Regions from separate parts of the Mus musculus genome. Here all the other regions are linked to region 1. A link is a contact called in public HiChIP or PLAC-seq data. All regions are on one chromosome and are shown on one strand. Each heading gives the region's core, a stretch centred on a gene start, on an enhancer-like site or on the middle of the called end of the contact. The rest is flanking DNA. Distances are from core to core; before and after follow the strand shown. Region 1 has its middle 31 kb from the start of Gm39718. Region 2 holds the start of Ccdc121 (coiled-coil domain containing 121). Region 3 overlaps Cnih3 (cornichon family AMPA receptor auxiliary protein 3). Region 4 overlaps Cnih3 (cornichon family AMPA receptor auxiliary protein 3).

Region 1 (3,659 bases), core at 784-3,283:
GGGAGGGAAGAAAGGAGAAGTTTCTCACTAGCTAAGAATTAGGAGTCCCAGTGCAGTTAATAAAACTGCTGGTGAGGTGAGATGAACCCCAGAGAGATAACTTTTTTTTTTTTTTTGGTTTTTTGAGACAGGGTTTCTCTGTATAGCCCTGACTGTCCTGGAACTCACTTTGTAGACCAGGCTGGCCTTGAACTCAGAAATCCGCCTGCCTCTGCCTCCCTAGTGCTGGGATTAAAGGAGTGCCACCACGCCCACGTAGAGACATTGGAGCAGCGACAACCACCATGCTTTAGACAGAAGCAGGTTCGGCCTTTCTCCCTCTCACAACTGTGTAAACCTGCAGTTTTCGAGGGATCTCACCAGAAGCACCATTTATAGTAAGGGACAGGCCTTAACCCCTTGCACACCCCCCTTGGCTCATGCATGGTTTTATCTTCTTTCTCAGCTAGCAATCCTATCCAGGTGCTTTTGAAGCCACACCTTAACCTCGATTATCAAAAAAAAAAAAAAAAAAAAAAAAAAAAAAGGGGGGGGGGTCTTCTTATTGATGCTGTGAGATGTAGCTTGAGAGCTACCAACATTATATGTGTGGTTGTCACTAAGACACGGCAGGGACACTCCCCCTTGAGAGGCCCACACACCTGTGGATCTGTGTGCATTATCTGACCCGAGCCCCTCTTTTTCTTCAAGCTGGCATGCCTTCTTAATAAACCCCAACTGTGTGTCTTATTGGCTCGCCCTAAAATCTCTCTCTGCAGTGAAATCCACTCCCACTTCACTTGAGAGGCAGCTGAGGAGTTCGAGCTGCTTCAGGCAGCAGCGTGGAGGTGTGTCTCGGGCCAGCTGTCAGGGGCGCTCAGTAGCACCTGTGATGCGCTGGGCTCCATCTGTAATAGAGATGGGGGTGAGGAAGCTGTGTTCACTCCCCTTTCATATGGGCAGCAGGCTGCACTCTGGCATCGATGATAAATCGACAGGTGACTAACATGGATCTTAGCATGATTAAGTGACTTGCCCAAGGTCACATCATTAGCAGACAGTCACTTAGAAGCTTGAACGTAGCTCTACTGTAGCAAGTAATGCTTTAATGCAGAAGTCTTTCTTAGCTGGATGCTTTCTAGGACAGTCCTGCTACAGGAGGTTCCTTAGACAAAGGATTGGAAGGAGGTCGGGTAGGAGCATGGGCAAGTGTGAGTCTTCCTGGGGACAGGCAGGGTGAGCTGAGGTGTGCAGAGTTCTCTCTCGTTCTGGATGGTTGCCATCGAGGTTGTGAGCAAGGGACTTACTTCCCCGGGGGTGACCCGTTGTGAGCAGATTCCAAGCTAACTGCTAAGATGAGCCCAGACACAGGCTCTTGTCTTCCCCAGGACCTCAGAAGTTGGAGTCAAGCAATCATATTTGCTGGAAGAAATGGAAATTAGGGTCTTCCTCAAACTCTGCTGGAATACGCGGGTGGCATGAGATAGCAGCCGCAGTTGCTTGTGGGAACGAAGCTGGTCAGGAAGGGGTTTCTGATGGACACGGATAGGAGGCAATAGCGCCACCCTCCTTGTAAAAAGTCTTGATCGCCCAGCAGGCGCATGAGAGTTGTGAGCCTCAGCTAACTTCAGAAGCCTTCTAGCTCAGAGTAGAGACAAGCCATCCAGCTGGCCTAGGCTGCCAGCCTGCCAAAGAGGAGGTGGGGGGAGGGGACAGGGGTGAGACCCCGTGCTGTCCACCCAGAAGACAGCTGGCGGGCGGGCGGCAGGTGGGTGGAGGTTAGCGGGCCACCCCTCCCCCTGCCCTGCGGAAGCAGCCGAAGAAACTGTACCCTTTTATTGTCTTTGCCACTGGGTGTTTTCTGGAGTAATTTAAACACTGCCAAACACAAGCCTTCCATCCTTTCTCTAGCCATTGAAAGGAAGCGGCAGACTTAAAAATCATCTGAGTGGCGAGGACTGGGCCAGGAAGACGGGAAGGGTGGAGGGAAGGGTGAGACGGAGGTGAAAGTATGTGGTTTGGCGGGTGGGACCAGGCTCGGGTGATGGGCCGAGACCTGCGGCAAGCAAGGGAGGAGTGCCCAGGCTTTGCTGGGCGGCGACCTCAGCGGGCAGGAGGCTCTGGGGAGGGCGCGGGGCGGGGACAGGCGACCTGCCAGGGCCAGTCACCCCCCTCCCCCCCCTCTGTGGGAGGAGGGCAGGAAAGAGGGCGGCCTTTATTCTGTATTAAAATCCTCCTCTCTACCTAGGACACGGTGTACTAACCTTGCACGGTATTTGATCCTATGCAATCAGTCTGCACTTGCCAGGCAGAGTCTTGGGGCCTCATGCATCTGCCGCACAGTCAGGGCGTAGACCATTGAGCCTCCCCTTCCCCCTTGCTGGCTTTGGTCTTCCTCTTCTCTGCTTTCCCTTCCGTCTGACACCATCCCACCCTTCCATTTCCTTCCTCGGGTTTGGGCTCTAGAGGAGCAGAACCCGCCTCCCTTAATTCCAGGTTCTGGGTGAGGAGGTATCACCAGCCCTAGCCAGTACCATCCGGAGGGTTTCGAGCCTCGGGGCTCTACACGGGGTGGGTCTTCCCTAATCTGGTCTTCGCACAACCTGATTATTGTACAAGCGCTGTGTTTGGTAATCTGGAATATTTCTCCCCAAGGCTGTACGGGTGTGTACGGCAGCTGTGGAACTTAGATAGACAGACCCGGGCTTCGGGTGTGTCTACCCGCGGCCCTCCTGCAAATCCTCTGTGCTACTCACGTCTGGAAACCTGGTTTAACCATGAGCAGAGTGAACCTGCTAGAGTCCATACTCACTCGAGCCTCTCCACCTGCAAAGCGCTAACAGTAACTTGCTTGCTTCTTAGGTTGTTTGGGGACTGCGGTTTAAGCGAGTCCTTCCCGAATTAGATCTGGGCTCCAACCCCAATGTTGCCACATGACAACTGACCTTGGCCTCTGTTTTCCAGTACGGGAGGGACAGTAACAGAACCACCCTCACTGGGCCCGCGGTGAACTCAGCTCAGTGCAGGATTTTTAAGTTGCCTAACACAGGTTGCCTGTCATAGTGAAACAGGACATTTTTTTTTGTGCAAGTAATTTGTAAACTGTGGTGTGTTCTTTAGAAATGTAGGCGGTTACTCGAATGCCAACAGGGTGAAATTCTGGGTTCCTGCCCCACTTTCTAAGGGAAATTGATCCCCAACCTCGCCCTGGGCACCCTGGAAGTTCCCTTCCTCAGCACTTCTGGGACCTCTGGGTGGGAGAGGCTGGTCCTGTGCTCCCTGCTCTATTATCCACCCCTCCCCCTTCACTTCACATTCTTTTCTGGAACTCTCAGCAGCTCTGGTAGGCTTCAATCCTGGAATCCTGTCCCCAACCTCTCTCAAAACAGATCTCGGACCACCAAGTCCATCCTGCTTTTCCTAGAGAGCCCAACTCAATCCTTCCTAGAGCTGGGGGGTCGCCCTCGCATCCCATGTAAGTCTTCCTCCGAGCTCTCCTATGATAGAGCAGTAACTAGCCCTCTATGCTGAATCACACTGTTTGAGTTCAAAGTCTACTTGGAAGCTAGAAGGTACAGGCCTGTAATCCCAGCACTTGGGAAGCCCCGATGCAGGAGGCTCGTGAATGCTGGACAAAGTTATGTTACATACTGAGTTTCAGGCCAGTGTGAGCTACGTAG
Region 2 (3,659 bases), core at 809-3,308, 250 kb after region 1:
AATGCAATTCATATATTTTGTGTGTCTGAGTAGTGTTGTGAGACCTTGTACCATGCTGGCATCACATAAGGGTCACAAATCATCCTTGCCCAGTGCGTCCATGCTGTATACACTACCCACCTGTTAGCCAGTGACATAGTGGCCTGACCCCAAGTCAGGATGCTTACATTATTTACCAGGTGTACATCATCACATGCATGTTCTGTCATTTCAAAGGGGTGGCAATAATACCATAAAATATTGAGGGATATAGTATTTTTATTACATTAATAAATCTGGGGAGCATTAAGAACTAATTACAGTTAAATTTTGTTTTTAACAACCCTGTTTAATGGCAAAGTATATATATTCGCCAACAATGTTAAAAGTAGATGATAAGGCACATTGACAAGCTAAGTTACCCTTTAATCCTGTTGTTTTTTTTTAACTGTTTTACACATAAATAAAGCTAAACAGTTACCTTGAAGTTTTCATTGCCAAAAATTTCTGAGAAACATGAAGCTGGCTATGTTTTTCCCCATGCAGGGGCATGACCCAAAAACAAGGCTATTCTTCCAGACCAGAGCCCACAGTTCAACAAAAACAGTTCATCACAAATGCAAACCTGAAACCCTTCTAAACCAACAAACCCCTACAATTTAAAATAAGATTCTTATTTGCTTCAAATGGCCCAAAATACATAGAACATGTAAGCTATACACTATACTTTGTGGACTGCAGAGTACACATTAAGAAAAAAAAAGTGTGGTAAAATACATGTCTTAACTAGGTACTCTGAGAATTTCAAATGCTACTATAAAAATGGGTGGTATAACCCGTTAAAAAGTTTTCCAAGTGTTCTAAATCTCCGGAATCTACAACAGCCCCAGGGACACAGACAGTGAGGATGTGGGTCCCAGACAAGGAGCACGACCCCATGCTGCAACAACTGCCCTTCCTGAAAGTGTGTTTCTATTTTCCACGAAGGATACTTTTTGGCTTGTAGATTATTCCCTGCGCCTCAATTCAGTTGCAGTAGCTGTTACTTTGAACTTGCTTTTGATTTGGTGCTCAGCATGGTCTTTGAAGCTCTCTGTTCCTTGAGGCGTGGGTTATGACCACGATGATGGCGCTCGCGTTCTGCCTGCAGCCGCTGCCGCCCTCTGGTCAAGGCTTCTAGGTACCACTGCTGCTCCTTCGCCAGCTGCCGGTGCTTTTCCAGCTGGCTCCTCACAGCATCCAACCTGCCGTACTCCTGGCTCAGTTGCTGAAGCTCCTTGCGTAGCTGCTGGTTCTCCCTGTGGAGACTGCCACAGAACTCAGAATGAGCCTGCTTGGCTGCTAGCGCCAAGGCCTTGTACTTCCTCGTAAGCCCCGTGGTGTTGATCTGCCCCAGCTCCATCAGATGCCACTCTTGCAGCTCCTTCTCCATCAGTGCCTTTTCCCGCAGGAACTGGAAGTGCGCCTCCCGGTCCTTGGTCGCAGTCTCACTTCGGACTTTCTCTTGCTCCTTCTCCAAGGTCTGTATTTTCACGTCCTGGCCCTCCTTTATCTTGTAAACTGGCTTCAGTGCCTGCAACTGCTGCTTCAAATCCTTCTGGGTCTTTCTGCCCTGCAGGAGCTGGGCTTGAAGAGCTGCGTTTCTCTGGTTGTATCTGGATGCCAATTCTTGTCTCTCGCGTTCTATCTCGCCACATTCTTGGACGTACTGCTTCCACAGCTCCTCCTGTTTCTTCTCACACTGTTCCTTATTTTTACGCAGGTATTCCATGAAAAGCTGGTTTTCAGCCTGCACACGGTATTTTTCCTCTAGTAGCTGCCTGCTGTCCTTCAGCAGCCTTTCCCGCCGGCATTTGGTTTCTTGGATTTGCTGGCTCAGCTCCTTCATCGCCACCACTGTCTTCCTTTTTACCCGTTTCTCCAAGCTCGTTAGCAACTTTGGCTTGAGATATGTATTTAGAATAGTAAGGTGTGGTGTTGGCGGGGGTGCATCTCCAGGGCTCTGGGCAAGCATACTCCTTGAATCCCCAGGTCAAGGAGAGTGACTGCAAGAGAGCATGGGATGGTGGTTTGTTGTTTCAGGGCACAGAGTCCTGAGCAAATGTTCCCAAGGTTTCTCCCTCTGGTGGTCAAGGCGACCAAGCGACACTCAGCCTGCCAGGAAGTCAGAGCAGGTCAGAGGCTGTCCAGGGCTTTTCTGACTCTCTTTCCTTTTTGTTAAACAGTCACACTGTTTGTTGTCCAAACCAGTGCCAGGAAGTCCAGACAGGTGTCAGAACAGCATATGTCCTCCCTTCATAACGAGGAGGGTAGAGAAAACAGACCTGCTTGACTTTTAGAGTTTGTCAACATACTCAGCCTGGATTCCAAGTCCGGGCCTCACCACGCAGTGCATGAGGTGGCTGAAGCTGAGAGGGGTTTTAGGCCAGGCCTGTATGAGCACCGATGACCCAGCACCAGTAAAGTCCATATAGAACATCTAAGGTGATTTAGGACAATCATCACTCAAGATTTCTGAACCAGGGGTAAGAGTCCAGAGAATTGGTTTCTGTGGATATATGACTGCAGTTTTAAGGACTACCCGCTAATTGCCTTCTCCCCACTCACAAAGAAACCCTCTGTCCAATCCTCAGAAAGCTCTGAGCCTAAGTGGGGGTCCTTCAGATGCTAAGGTGGCTAAAAGGCCTACCCAGCCTCTGGCAATCGACTGTGCATGGAATGTCCATGTCTTCTGCCTTCTCTTGGTGTGTATAGTCTACATCAGGGTGTCGGGGGCTCTTTCTGCAGACCCAGTTCCTAGTGGGGCCAAAGTTAAGGGCGACTGCAGAGTCTTCTGTATGCTGTTCAGTGTCTCAATCCTTGAATACAGATAAGATCTCTTAGAGTTCATGAAAGGATGTGGAAGCTCTAAGAAGTAACATCTTCGTCCAGGACTATAGGTAGTTGGATCTGTCGGGCCCCCTGACCCCTGACCCCTGACCCCCGACCCCTTTGGCTCCCTTGGCAAGACTGTTATACTCTCCCAGAGAGTGATTCCCTAACTGCCCAAGGATTCTTCCAGTGATGGTTTCCCAGACTGCTCCCTTGAGATTCTGATTTGGGTGTTTTGGAGAGGAAAGAGGGATCTGGGGTTAATGCAATGATTCTTGCCATCAGAGTTTGACAAACACAGCGGTCATATCCCCTCACACCACAGCTCCCCTCACCCCATGGCCCCAAGCTGGAACTCAGCCTGTGCCGGATGCCTTGAAGATATGAAACCACGGGGCTTCTATAATCACTGTCCCCATGAAATCTAAATATAAGAAGACACAATGCCCATGTTGGGTAATAGCTCTGCTTCTATAGGCTCTGCCTTGATTTCCTGGAGATTCAGGATGTGAGACACAGACGAGTGCCCATAACTGGTATAATTGTGCTAACTCATCTGTTGGAGATGGGCTTTCGCAGATGCCAGCTGCGAAAAAAAGCCCAAATAAACCAAAAGAGCCTCAGCATGACAGTACAATCGAGTTCTCTGGCCGCCAGACTCACACACTGGTGATTAGCTGGAGACAGCTGCAGACAAGGTAGCGCAATAATGATCCAGGATGGGCGGGGCAAGGTGCAGGAGCGTAGGCTGTCTCCCAGGCCACGAGGGACGGTACACAACCATGGGGCCACCCAGAGCATCGAGGCAG
Region 3 (3,659 bases), core at 407-2,906, 190 kb after region 1:
ATGTCTCTGCTGGACAGGAGCCTGTCTTCTGGGACAGAGCTATGCTAGACAGTTCTTACACTAGCTTTGGGGGCAGCACAGGGGTGCTGGCCTGTAGGGGGCAGTAGAAATGGAAAACAAGAGTAGATCAAAGTGCCCTGTAGAAGTGACCATGTCAGATTTGTCTTGTTTCCAGGCTGGCTGATGAGAGAGAGGAAGCAGAGGTGCTCTTAGGACAAACTAGAGGCTCGGGAGAGGTCTGCAGGGACTGGGAGGAGGGGTGGGAGTGGAGTGAGGACTCAGGAATATCCAGATGGGAATATTTGCCAGCAAACAGAAACTGACTACTAGAATCTGGGCAGTAAGTCAGAAGTGTAATGAGCTTGGCAGGTACCCCAGTCCTACCTGGCATCAGGCCTGCCCTATACACTCTTAAATAAGTGGCCCATTTGGTGGCTTGTGAAAGGGCTACACAAAATAGTGAGTTCTTTGTTTTATTGTTGTTGGTTTTCTTTTTCTATCTTTGTGTGTGTGTGTAGTGTGGGTGTGTTTAATGTGTGCATGATAGAGGTGTAAGTGTATATATGTATGTGTATATACACGTGTATGAGCAAATGTGTGTGCACACATGCCCATGTGTATGTATGGGTATGTAGAGAGCAGAGGTTGATGGCAGAGATCTTCCCTTGGTCACTCTTCTTAGTCAGCCACGAAGCAGGGTCTTTCAATCAAATCTAGAGCTTGCCCTTTATAGCTGGTCTTGTAGGCTAGCTTGCTCTGAAGATCCTGTCTCCTCCCAATTACAGGTGGGACAACCATGCTTACCTGATATTTATGTGGGTTTCTGGGGATCCAAGCTCTAGTCCTTGTGTGTGTGTGTGTGTGTGTGTGTGTGTGTGTGTGTGCAGCAAGTGCTATAATCACCGAGCAGTCTCCTCACCCCCTCTGATTTTGCTAGTCTCATGGCATGCCAACTTTTCCATGCATATTTAGATTTATTCTTCCTTAACAGTGGTTCTGGCTTCATGACAAACCCTTCGGCTATTCTCAAGTTGGCAGGCATTGCTTGTTAGGTTTTGTTTTTTTTGGGACCAGTTCTCACCATGTAGCCTGTCCCCTTAGCCCAGGATCACAGGCATGTATGTGTAGGCTAGCCTGACTTTAACTGTCACCTTTTCAGAACCCCACAATGTCTATAGTGAGATCATTCTTACTATTTATAACTACAGAAAGCAGGATATGGGGTCTCAGACTGTGGTCTACATGAAGTGGTGTCTATTTATAACTCATTCAGTGAATCACGGGTATCGGTACCATTCAACAGCTCGGCCAGAGGAAACAGTGTCTGCCGGTGATAAGGGATGGAACTAGCCATGGGCATGCTCAGAGTTTCAATCTACCTTTCTATACTTCCTCTGGTAGGTTCAAGCGTGGGGCATATTTCTATAGCACTTATTCGGTCTGAGCTGGGAGCAACCCAGCTGACTACCCACCAGAATAAGCCTGATGCATGCTTGGTGGCCTTCCACCTGGTACTCAGCATCAGGAGCATGTCACACTAGCCTCGGTGGCTTATTAAACCAAGGTCCGGAAGGATGCTCAGGAGGATAGAGAGGGGAGAAGAACACAGCCTTGCTTTTCTCATTGATTTCTCATTCCGAGGCTCTGACTACATCAGACAAGATGGGCCAAAGTGTGTCATAGCAAGAAGGAACATGTGACTCTCAGTCGCTCAGAACAACAAACGTTTATGACTTGCTCTCACTCTGCCCATCGAAGGCTGCCGGGGTGGGGGGGTAGGGGTGGGAGAGAGCCCTCTGTCCTCACTGGTGGTGTCAGGATGATGAAGTATACCCGTTGTTATAACTGTTCTTTGTGATGTCAGAGGAAACAAAATAGGACTTTGGGGGCATTTCTTATTGGCTGTTAAGTGTTCCAGGCTTCTCATATAGTTTCCACTCATGGCCCCTGGGGCCCCTCCCAGCTGCTGGGATCGGGGATGTCTTATGTTGCAAAGGCCAAGTAGTGGAAAGGCACAGATGGTCTAGGGTGAGGCATGGTACGGGCCAGCGCGGGTAGCCTGGCTAAGCTCCATTTGGTCTGAGAGGAATAAGGTCCCTACATTGTCCACATCACTGTGAGTAACATGGGATGCCTGGAGCAAGAGGAGGGGCACAGGGGCATTGCAGCCACTTGAAGTCTCCTGGGGTTAGGAACAAGTCTGCTCAGGATTTTAGATACTGAGAGGCAGTGGGAAGACCCACACAGAACAGCAGGAGGGTTTCCCCCTCATCCCTAAAAGTCGAGCTGGCCTCTGTTAAGTGTTTTCCTTCACACAGGGGATGGTAATAGATCCTCCCTGTCAGTCACAGCTTCCATTATCCACCAAGTCCCAGAGAACAAGGAGCAGTGTGATGGATAGAGGGCATGAATTCTGAACTGTCATCATTCAGAGGTTTGGCGTTGGCACTGGAGACGGGGATGGAGCTGTACTAGATGATTCAGGCCTGTCGTCGCTGTCTCTGAGCATGTTAAGTACTTGGCATAAGTGCTTGGATGTGCATGGTGGAGTAGGGCTGGCGTGCTAGCTCTGAGAACGTGGGCTTGCTCTAGGCATGGTAGGTAGCCAGGGTACAGATGAAGCCGGCAAGCACAGCTTTGAGGTTCTCAAAGGAGGAATGACAGCACATGGCCTCTCTTACTACATGGTTGAGATTCATAGGTGCAGTGCCTGGTTTATCCACTGAAGTCATGACCCCGGAGGGTTGCCTCTTGTGCTCTGAGTCCATGCTGAGCCTGAGTTAACTTAAGGTTAAGGCAGCTTGTCCTTCACCAGATGCCGAGAACAAACACAACCCCTAGTTACAAAATGCATCTCTCACATGTATGCCTGTATATGTATTTATTTAAAATCTGTGAATATGTCCTTATCTTCTGCAGGGGCCTACTGGTCAGGTAGCTAGCTCATTTGCTTACAGTGAAAGAAAGCTAGTGTCATGTTCTATACCAAAGCGAGTTGGTCTGAAGCAGTTGCTCCCACCCATGGAAGTCTAGGGCTATGACTACAGACTCTATCTCACGGGCAATCTAGCCATGCTACAGACGTATGTGGTTGGTCAGAACAGTACATTTGGTCACATGTAGGCTGTGGGGGTGGCCTCTATGAGCAGGTCAGAAAGCTTGCTATGTAGGGTAGGTGAGATAGCTCAGTGCTCTTAAGTTTGATAGCCAGAGTTCTAGCCTTGGGACCCACATAGTAGAAGGAGAGAATTGTTTCCCACAAATTGTCTTCTGACCTTCAAACATGTATGCAGGCACACATGCATTTACATACATGTTCACGTGTGTACACACACACACATACATACACACAAATGTTGGTTTTTTTTTCTTTTTGGTCTACAGTCAGTGACTTAAAACTTAAGTATTTTTTAATGTAAATTTATAAAAAGGAATCAGGTATGGGCTGAGGGTTGCTGGGGAGGATAGCCGTGATTCCTTTAGAATGGCCCCTGAAAGACACAGTTTGTTGGATCAGAGCAATCACGATGGTCAAAGTGAGATGTACAGGCCATACATACACGTGTGTGTGTGTGTGTGTGTGTGTGTGTGTGTGTGTGTGTGTGTGTGTGTGTGTGTGTGTGTGTGTGATTTCTGTCTACAAGAGTGTGCTTGCATAC
Region 4 (3,659 bases), core at 356-2,855, 170 kb after region 1:
TGCCATGGTGGCTCAAGTAAAGCGTCTCTTACAGCAGCGTTCGTTGTCTAACCTGCTGCCTAGTCTGCAGGCATTATCCACAATGTGTAGCAGGACTAATTTGGGGCAACAATTGCAGTGTCAACGTGGGCTCCTCTTTACTGAAGAGGAGAGGGAGTGGAGGAGAGGTTGACCAGCGTTGCCTGCTACATGCAAAGTCAACTTTTGAATCCAGGTAGTCTTGGCCCAGAGCTTGCTTTTCAGTTTCTATTACCTGCTTAAATGATAAGAGTGCGCTGCCCTGCTCTCAGGACAAAGATGGTGCAGCGTTAACAGAAAGGAACGTGCACAAGTTCCCGGTCCAACTCTACCTCCTCCTTAACGGGGCACCAGGAACAAGCCCAAGCACAAGCCTGCTGAAGCCCGGTCTAGGGAGCCGATGAGTTTATCAGGCTTACTTACAGAGCGTGGATGAGGGTCAGTGGCCCCAAGGCACCTGGACTACAGAAGTCTCTTCTTAGCCCCATAGCTGTCTAGGTGGAACCCCCTCTTCAATTAATTTCTTGTACTGTCTGCTTTAGCACCTTCAAAGATTCCAAGGCCACATGAGGTTAGGGCAGAAATACACACACAGGGACTGAGATGTGCGGAAGAGAGGGAGATATCAGGGAAGACCCTCCCCACTGCCCCTTCTATGAGACTTTACCTTGGGGGGTCTCTTACAATCGTTCATGGATAAAATTGGAGGCTGTTAGAAGAATACTGTGGAAACTGACATAATTATTACTAAAACCCTTGGTCTATATTTATCATTCACACCTCCATGTGGTCACAAACAGCAAATATGTAAAAGCACAGATGTACACACAGGGCTGGGTTCTTCTGTTTAATTCCCTAATAATGGGGGGGGGGAGGGGAAAGGGTTTATATGCAGCCGTTTCTCCTCGTCTGAAGTTATAGTTTCTGCAGTTTTTATTACCCAGTGCTAATATTAGTTGAAAAATATTAAATGGAAAATTCCATAGATAAATGATTTATAGGTAATAAGCTGCCCACTGTTCCAAGTGGTGCGATGAGATCTCACGCTGCCCTCTCCTCCCCAGTTAGGGTATGACTCATACATATCTTTGTCCAGGGTACCACATTGTATTCACCTACCTTCTCTCGGGTCACTTAGCAGACGGATCTCAGTTGTCAGGCCTGCTATCACATGCCACAGTGCCATGCTGTGTGACAGGTATATTATTTAATCATGACCCAAGAACAAGGATAATCATACTGAGCAGTTTGAATACACCAGAGAGAAGTCTTTAAGTGCTCCCATTGACTGAAAGGCGAGAGTCCTCAACTTAATGAGGAGATGGAGAAGAACCCGTTGATGTTACCAAGATCTACTGTAAGAGTGAGTCTTGTCTGTGACAACGTGAAGAAACGCAGATCCCTGCTAGTTTTGCTGATGTAACCCGCACTGTGAAAGTTATGGCTGTGGTACGTGACTTGTGCCTGGGTAAGACAACTGCACACTGAATCACAAGGTTTGGGACTAGCTACGGTTTCTGGTATATGCTAGGACTCATGCTATTAGCTGCTGAGAACAAGGAGACCTTGACCATAACTAGTTTGTTCCAGTTCTCAGCTGATAAAAAGCTGCTGTCTTAATCATGATCACCCGAGTCTACACAATACCCCACACTATGCACTATTTAGTCCTATCTGTATTTATGAACCTTCTGTACCAGGTTTTTACCTGGCCCCTTGCTAATAACCCAACAATAAATGTCTTTGTGTGCTTTATCAGAAGGGAGGCTGGAAGGCTAGGTTATATGAATATGTACTTCCCCCAAAAGGTTGAAGCACTCTGTATCCTGCTCAGTGGTAGGAAAGGGTTTCTGTTAACTGGGCATGATGGCTCACACCTTTAATCCCAGCACTCAGAAGGCATAGGCAGGTGTGGATCTCTGCGAGTTTGAAGCCAGCCTGGTCTACAAAATGAGTTCCAGGACAGCCAGGGCTACAGAAAGAAACCCTGTCTTATTGCCCTCACCTCCACCAAAAAGAGGGCATCTGTTTGTCTAGCTGTGACTCAGTGGCCTTGGGCAACCCGCAGGCTAGTCGAAGGGCCCATCTTCCTCTCCCTAGGAAGGTGCACAGCTCAGCAGTCAGGAATGTATCCTTACAGGCCAGCATTTCTCAGCCCCAGGGCACACTGGACACCCCTAGAGGTTTAAAACCTGGGGCTCCAAATGACTCAACTCCAGAAAGTTCCACTTAATTTTTCCAGGCTGGGTGCAGACAACAGTGTTTTCAAAAGCCTCCCAGGGGGTTTCTTGGCCTACCTGGGTGGGAACTATGCCAACACAAGACCTGAGTTCTTTTCCTCTCTCTCTCTCTCTCTCTCTCTCTCTCTCTCTCTCTCTCTCTCTCTCTCTCTCTCTCTCTCTCTCTCTCCCCCTCTCTCTCCCTCCCTCCCTCCCTCCGTCCCTCTCTCCCTCCGTCCCTCTTGTCCTCCCTCTCTTGCTCCCTCCCTTGCCCTTCCCAAGCCTCTTCTTTAAATCAGTAAAAGTTGACTGTAGAGAGCTTCCTCTGGAGCAAGCAGCCTTTCCCTGCCCTGTCCCATAGAACAACTCTATCAGGGGTGACTTTTAATTCCCACTCCCAAACCTCTTTGCAGAACTGGAAACTCAGGCCTGAATGTGATGTTTGGTGATACTGCCAACCGGCTCTGAGGGGCAGGCAGGCAGACTTGGAAACCCCTCTGACCTTAGGGCTTCCTACCTCACAGGTCAGTGTTTCTGCCTGAGGGAGGGGCAGGGGTGTTTATGATGTGACGATCTGGTATCTACACACCGCATTCGGCCCCGCACTCCGGCCAGCCAAGGTTAAGTATGCCAGCAGCCGGGTTGAACCACCCAGGGCCGCAAGTGTGTTAAGGAACGTGAGTTATGAGGCTGGCTGTGCAGAGGGGCTCAAACCTTGTAGTGTATTAGAGTCACCGGGGGAGAGTAAAAGATCCTGAGCGATGCTCAAACCCAACCAACAAAGTCGGAATTCCTGAGGAGGAGACCCAGTACAGGAATTTTTAAAGCTCCCCAAGTCATTGCCGTGTGCAGCCTTGTTTGCAAAACAACACCCATGAGAGCCCTTGGCCCTCATGTCTCTCACACTTAGTAACTATCTGGGCCTGGCAATGGAACTGCTCAGCCCCTCCCTGATGAGCACTATTCCTACCCAGTTTTTGAGCTTAGAATCATTTCTGTAGCAATTCGTGTCCTGAAAGATGGAAATTACTTTTTTTTTCCACAAGGCAAAAAATATCCCCATTATTTTATAAATAGAATTGTTCCCTGGCTCTGGAGGACCGTAGTATTCTGTGGCCGGCCAACCCTGTACACAGTGAGAGTTTAGGCAGCGTAGAGTGAGCACCTGCATGGTGCTCCCCTCAGCTCACCTGAGTGCGGCTCTGGGGTCCTCCACATCAGTCCTCAACATGTCTTACTCAGAGTGATCGAGGAAAGAGTGGTGGTGGACAAGGGGGTGTCTTTCAGGTTGTGGAGGAGGCTACTTTCAATGGATTGGCCAATGTCCTCAACTCCAGTACTCTCCAGGGCTGCACTTGAAGTGAGGTGAGGGCTTGGATAGCAATTCTGAAGACAACCAGAGTGCTCACTGGGTAGAAAGGG

The links. HiChIP or PLAC-seq counts read pairs in DNA pulled down with a chosen protein or histone mark.
Region 2: an H3K4me3 HiChIP or PLAC-seq map of stem cell-derived neural progenitor cells shows a contact between it and region 1, with 4 times the contacts expected there. The contact joins the promoter of Ccdc121 here to the enhancer-like site in region 1. A contact is called at or near these places in 9 of 39 promoter capture datasets (the 3T3-L1 cell line, 3T3-L1-derived adipocytes, the SN4741 cell line and 4 more), 6 of 115 datasets of contacts at active chromatin or transcription factors (embryonic stem cells, fibro-adipogenic progenitors, large pre-B cells and 2 more) and 1 of 9 other capture datasets (embryonic stem cells).
Region 3: a contact with region 1 is called in a CTCF HiChIP or PLAC-seq map of CD8 T cells, with 5 read pairs. The contact joins two enhancer-like sites. A contact is called at or near these places in 1 of 15 datasets of contacts at CTCF or cohesin (CD8 T cells), 2 of 115 datasets of contacts at active chromatin or transcription factors (acute myeloid leukemia and embryonic stem cells) and 1 of 9 other capture datasets (embryonic stem cells).
Region 4: an HNF4G HiChIP or PLAC-seq map of pancreatic cancer cells shows a contact between it and region 1. The contact joins two enhancer-like sites. A contact is called at or near these places in 2 of 115 datasets of contacts at active chromatin or transcription factors (acute myeloid leukemia and pancreatic cancer cells) and 1 of 9 other capture datasets (embryonic stem cells).

The regions. Positions count from the first base shown.
Region 1 is chr1:181,254,813-181,258,471 of GRCm38.p6, forward strand. No RefSeq gene overlaps it. Among named protein-coding and RNA genes, the nearest start is that of Gm39718, 31 kb to the right of the region's middle. Within about 2 kb of position 2,034, at least 318 of the 459 cell types and tissues checked have an H3K27ac peak or open chromatin away from gene starts, as enhancers often do. A contact at or near this core is called in CD8 T cells, the SN4741 cell line, embryonic stem cells and 4 more, where this site is marked.
Region 2 is chr1:181,509,393-181,513,051 of GRCm38.p6, forward strand. Ccdc121 (coiled-coil domain containing 121) reads right to left here and starts at 2,059. Exons shown (of 1, transcript NM_207280.3): 1 at 241-2,059. The coding sequence starts at 1,993. The coding sequence ends at 1,022.
Region 3 is chr1:181,445,730-181,449,388 of GRCm38.p6, forward strand. All of the region lies in intron 3 of Cnih3 (cornichon family AMPA receptor auxiliary protein 3), which reads left to right. Among named protein-coding and RNA genes, the nearest start is that of Ccdc121, 64 kb to the right of the region's middle. Within about 2 kb of position 1,657, at least 63 of the 459 cell types and tissues checked have an H3K27ac peak or open chromatin away from gene starts, as enhancers often do. A contact at or near this core is called in CD8 T cells, where this site is marked.
Region 4 is chr1:181,423,471-181,427,129 of GRCm38.p6, forward strand. All of the region lies in intron 3 of Cnih3 (cornichon family AMPA receptor auxiliary protein 3), which reads left to right. Among named protein-coding and RNA genes, the nearest start is that of Cnih3, 73 kb to the left of the region's middle. Within about 2 kb of position 1,606, at least 31 of the 459 cell types and tissues checked have an H3K27ac peak or open chromatin away from gene starts, as enhancers often do. A contact at or near this core is called in pancreatic cancer cells, where this site is marked.